2 separate regions of the Zea mays genome follow, and region 2 is linked to region 1. A link is a contact called in public Hi-C data. All regions are on one chromosome and are shown on one strand. Each heading gives the region's core, a stretch centred on a gene start, on an enhancer-like site or on the middle of the called end of the contact. The rest is flanking DNA. Distances are from core to core; before and after follow the strand shown.

Region 1 (2,809 bases), core at 104-2,603:
GGTGGTAATGGATCGTGATTCAAATAGTTCTTCATAAAATGTCAAGAACCTAAATAAATTATAGTTCAAAAATGACTAGAAATAAAACCCGATCCTAATCCGCTTCGATCCTTAAATCTTATAGTGCAAAAAATATAGCCCATTGTCAGCCCTAACCCTAAGCATGCCGCCAACTTTTACAAGATTAATTAATTATTGGTAGCCTTTCAGAAATAGCATTACTGCTCACAAATTAGTAGGTCTCCTATGTCCTGGTTCCTAAAGTAGTAGCTCTTAACTGGTGGTGTACACATACTTGTTTTGACTTTTAGTAAATTAGTAAATCTCTTATCTGCTGGTTCATGTCACATACAACTGCAAACATTGATGTCCAGAAATTAGAAGTACCTGGTATGCCATCAAGAGCTAGAGTCTGCACTAGAGATGCAGTCTGATTCAAGAGATGTTGTTTCATTCGCAATCAAGATATATAAAAGGTCTAGAGTTCCCATAACACAGTCAAGAACTGCACTTCGTAGAAATGATGCAATCAAGATGAGAGCAATATGAGAGGCGATTACATGGAAGCAAGAACTAGAGTTTGAAGTCTACGGAAGTTGCAGTCAATATGCCTTGTCCACGCCTCCACGGCCTTCGCGACTCAGCCGCTCACAATGCAAGAACTAGATTCACGGACCTCTACATCTTCTACTGCAGATTGATGTCGCATCGTCGTCGACCTCAATCCCTCCGTTGGAGATGCGTCGCTTCTGGGATTCATGGTTGTCGCAGTGGATGATGGTGTAGTGGCACCCGATGGAAGCACAGGTCGTCGGCTCGCCGGCACAACTCGCACGCCAAATTGATTTGATGGAGGCACCAAGGCAGGAAGATGGCGCGGGAAAATAAAAATTGTGGAGGATTGGGAGCGATGATGTTGGCGCATCTATTCACAGGTGGAAGCTCGCTTCTCGCATGCGACCCGATTGGGAACCGACATAGGAGCTCTATTTTTCTTTTCCCTCCTATAATATGGTTTAAGAAATGAATATTGAGAATTGTTGGAGTTATTTTAATCCTCTCCATTACTTTTCTCCCAAACCAATAAAATTAGGAGTGTTTGGTTTTTATAGACTAATTTTTTGGCCTTTTATTTTATTTTAGTTTCTAAATTATTAAATACAAAAACTAAAACTAGTAGTATATAATTCTATTTTAGTTTCCACATTTAATAATTTAGAGACTAATAAAATAAAATAAAATATGAGAACTAAAAATTAAGGTTAGTTTGGAAACCCTATTTTCTCAACTATTTCTATTTTTTTATTGAAAAGTAGTTCGTAAAAATGAAAATCCTTTCTGAAAATGGGGTTGACAAACGCCTTTGTGTCGTGATTTCGCTCCCCGCCTCCGCAGCGCGGTCACTCAATTTCCAAGTAAATCCAGTTCTCCCTCGTCTCCGTCGCTGGCTCGTCCCGGCCCCGCCTGTGCGCCGCGGCCCAGGAATCATGCCGAGCAAGTGGCAGGTCTGGGGCCAGCCCGACGGCAGCATCGTCTGGCTCCCCGTCTCCGACGCGCCCCCAAACCCGCCTCGGCCGGGTCCGCTTCGTCCCGCTCCTCGTCATCCGCCGCTGCCCGACGAAGCGCCAATCGAAGGTTCAATCTCCATCAACGTGTACCCGTGCATTCTCGTTCGTATCAATCATGGATGTGTTGTTAACTCCTGACCTCCTTTCCTCCGTTGTCAGAAACCCTATGCCCGGACACCGCCGGCGGATGCCGTATCTCTTCTATGGCCGACCTACTCCTTCAAGGTAGACGCCGCCTCCCCATGTACTCGCGTGTGACCTTTGTGGCTGCGGTCGTTGCTGTACTGTACTGCGTCTCTAGTCTCTGTGTGTTTGTCTGCCCTCTGCCGCTTGCGTCAGTGGCGTGGTGTGTAACTGGCCGCTGGCTGCCTGTTTTCGTTGATGGGACCCGCAGCGCGGGAGCAGCTGATTGAAGGCGATGCGATGGATGGATTGGCTCAGAGTGTCAATACGGCTGGACTGTTCTCCACCGGGTCTGGGAGGCCACTGGCTGTCAGCCAGAGAGCCGTAAGGAGGGCCAGTGCGTTGGTTGGCGAGGAAGTGGACGAGGCTACTGATAACAATAACAAGAAGAGAAGTAAGTCCTTTTGCACTTGATTGTGGTTTGGTTGAATTGCTGTACACTGTTGTATGTCTGGTAGCTTGGAAACAACGCTGCTTATTATGTTTATTTCTCTATGCCTTCAACATTGTGTTGATGGGTTTTTTGTACTGCAGAGAAACCATTTGGTTGTGATGCTGGTCTGGAGGGTGAACTGGCAAACTTACATGTTCCATTTGGAGGTTAGCCTTGTTTCTCCCTTCTCCATGCCTTGTTTTGATAATTTTGGTGGAATTCTGTGCTGTGGTACCATTTTGACATACTATAATGTGAAAAAATTAGGTGGTGTGCATAAAGATAACTTCTTCCCAATGTTCCAAAGTGGATCTGGTAAGGCAGTCTTGCTCAACAAGGACTCAATTCAGAAGGCAAGAGCTGTTCTAGAAGGTAGGAAATGATTTCATATTTCACTAGTTATGACATTTAGTTTGTATGCTGTTTTTTGCATGTTATGTACTAGGCAAACATGCCATTAACTATGAAATATATTGTTTCTAGAAAATGTTGAGAATGCAGCTGGTGCCAAACAGCCAATGTTCCATACCAGTACGGGTAGATCTGTCCTAGTCAGCAAGAGCTCAATCGATAAGGCGAGAGCTGTTTTAGGGGGTCGGATGATTGCACATGAAGGTTAATTTCA
Region 2 (2,700 bases), core at 110-2,609, 310 kb before region 1:
GGACCCAAGTCGCTGAGTGACTAGCCTTGGTGGCTGACACCTGGGCCATAGGCCGGGTGACTAGAGTGTACATGGAGGTGGATCGTGGGCCAGCGTGGTCGAAGGCTAGCTGGACACGGTTCAGAAAGTGGGGAACACGTCAAAGGATGCTACTCGTGGAGGTTTAGTGGTTGAGCCCAAAACCATGCCCCTGAGGCGGTTTTTGGGTCTGGGCCTCAAAACCCGGGATGGAAGCATGCGACACGTGGTAGAATCCTGGAGGTTGCGAGAGGCGATGACGACAAGTCTAGGTAGGAAGCGGATCGTCGGATCAGAGTTATACAAGAATGCCTTAGGGTTAGCTGGTTCACTCAGTAGTTAGTAGAGTGAGCAGGGAGCTAAATGTAAAAATGTAATATGCCTCAATAAATTGGATAGGACTGCCCACTTCATAGTTGTTTTGGTTTTCCTCTATCACAGTCTCTACCCCCTCTCTAAAATAAATAGGACTCCGTATCCTCTAGCCCCAGCAAAGTCCTAAATTCATTAAGTTTCCTTGTTCTAACACTAGGATTACTGTCTACCTTTGTGATATGTTTGTTTTGTTTCATTGGTGTTATATAATTTTGTGATGAGTCGTACGGAGGCTTAGGCCTGAGAAGCGAATTAAGGCAGCCTCCGCCAGGGGTAGGACTGGAAAAAAAAACTCGAGCTCGACGAGCTGGCTCGGGCTCGCAGCAGCTCCGCTCGGCTCGAATTGGCTCGACGCTCAGAACGAGCCCGATCCGAGTCTATTTTTGTGGCTCGTGAAAAGAGCGAGCCAGCTTGGCTTGGCTCGTTGCAGCTCGCGATCTGGCTCGTGGCTCGACCAACAACAATTTATTACATAAAATCCTAATTAGCATATAATATTAGTACTGAGTACACAATTAATTTATGTTATTTGAGATTACTATACAAAATTAATCTATTTTCTATATTATATTAGTAATATATCTATTTTACTAATTTAAAATATGTTATCTAAAATATTTTTAAGATTTTATATTATAATTTAGAGAGCAAATTCACGTTTATGACTAGTCTTGTTGGTCCACGATTCAAAAACAAACTGATCCAAACCACTTTTTCAAGCTCGTTAGATAGACAGTCGAGCTCGGCTCGTTGAATGAGCGAGCCCAGCCAAGCCGAACTTGGCTCGGGGGCTACATGAACAAGCACGCATGCTCGTCCAGCAGGCTAGCACAGCCACTTGAGATCTAGAAAATCCAGATCAACATCACGTACGTCACTGGTGACGAATGGTAGGTAACCGACCAAAGCACACTACTGTCTGTACCCACACATGTGGAGCACCTTTATTTATGTTTATATACACGAAGTCGAAGCCGCAGCAGCTAGCTAGCTAGCATGGCCGGGAAAGAGCTTACGCTGCTGGGGTTATGGGCGAGCCCGTTCGTGCTCCGGGCGCGCATCGCGCTCAGCCTCAAAGGCCTCACCTACGCTTACTCCGAGGAGAACCTCGACGACAAGAGCGAGCTTCTCCTCAGCTCCAACCCCGTGCTCAAGAAGGTGCCCGTGCTCATCCACCACGGCAAGCCCGTCTGCGAGTCCCAGATCATCGTGCAGTACGTCGACGAGGCTTTCCCCGCCGCCGCACCTAATTTCCTTCCATCCGACCCCTACGACCGCGCCATTGCTCGCTTCTGGGCCTCCTACGTCGACGACAAGGTATCTACCATTTTTTTTTTGTTTTCTAGTGTACATACGGTCAGTTTCACCGATGCATTTTTTTGCTGATGGCAGTTCTACAGCGCGTGGATACCCGTGTTCAGGGGCAGGACGGCGGAGGAGATGGCGGAGGCGGCGAGGCAGGCCGTCGCGGCGCTGGAGACGCTGGAGCAGGCGTTCAGGGAGTGCTCCAAGGGGAAGGCCTTCTTCGGAGGGGACAGCGTGGGGCTCGTCGACGTCGTGCTCGGCGGCCTTGTTGGGTGGCTGTACGCCACCGAGGCCATCTGCGGGGTGAAGGCCCTCGACGCCGGCAGGACGCCGCTGCTGGCGGCGTGGGCGGAGCGGTTCTGCGCGCTGGAGGGTGTCAAGGGGCTGATCCCGGACGTGGACAGGCTTCTGGAGTATACCAAGGCCAGGCGGGCCGTATTTGGCCTGCCGCCGCTCCGTCCTTAGGCATAGTGGACATGTTTCTTTTCTTTTTTTAAAAAAAAAAATTATATGTTCTATGTTTGTTTGAAATAAAGTACTGTTATGGTGTTACACATGTATTCCAACGTCAACTCTACGTGCTGCTATTTGGTACTACTCTCGTTAATTGATGGTGTGTTACATAATTGGAACCAAGTCTGGTTTCGGTTAGAAAAGTTTGGCCTTATACACAACGGCCGAGCTCCGTAAAAATAATGCTCCGGCCACTCTATAAATATAATGATATACAATTTGTTTTTTAATTTTTTGCACTATAGAGACAGTAACATTTAAAACAATTCAGTGGAACTGTGCCAGATAGGGAAATGAATTAGATATTTGGAAATAATTACTCACAATAGAGGAGAATCACTGGCACATAGCAGCAAGCACACAGCGCTCGCCGCTTAGGTGGTCGCTGCCCATTAGCCAGGAAGGCGCTCCACCCTAGCTTAAAGAAAGGGAATCAGGTTGAGGAAGTTGTATAGTTTGGGAGGAGATGTAATGGCAGGGACGGATTTG

What was found. A called contact is a pair of places that touch in the nucleus more often than the background predicts.
Region 2: a Hi-C map of ear shows a contact between it and region 1, with 2.6 times the contacts expected there. The contact joins the promoter of LOC542631 here to the promoter of LOC103641455 in region 1. A contact is called at or near these places in 3 of 25 Hi-C or Micro-C datasets (ear, leaf mesophyll and tassel).

Annotation. Positions count from the first base shown.
Region 1 is chr10:98,462,194-98,465,002 of Zm-B73-REFERENCE-NAM-5.0, reverse strand. It overlaps LOC103641455, which reads left to right and starts at 1,353. Exons shown (of 32, transcript XM_020545795.1): 1 at 1,353-1,635; 2 at 1,728-1,793; 3 at 1,963-2,145; 4 at 2,286-2,351; 5 at 2,452-2,556; 6 at 2,668-2,799. The coding sequence starts at 1,488.
Region 2 is chr10:98,769,313-98,772,012 of Zm-B73-REFERENCE-NAM-5.0, reverse strand. It overlaps LOC542631 (probable glutathione S-transferase GSTU6), which reads left to right and starts at 1,359. Exons shown (of 2, transcript NM_001305881.1): 1 at 1,359-1,710; 2 at 1,786-2,258. The coding sequence starts at 1,390. The coding sequence ends at 2,163.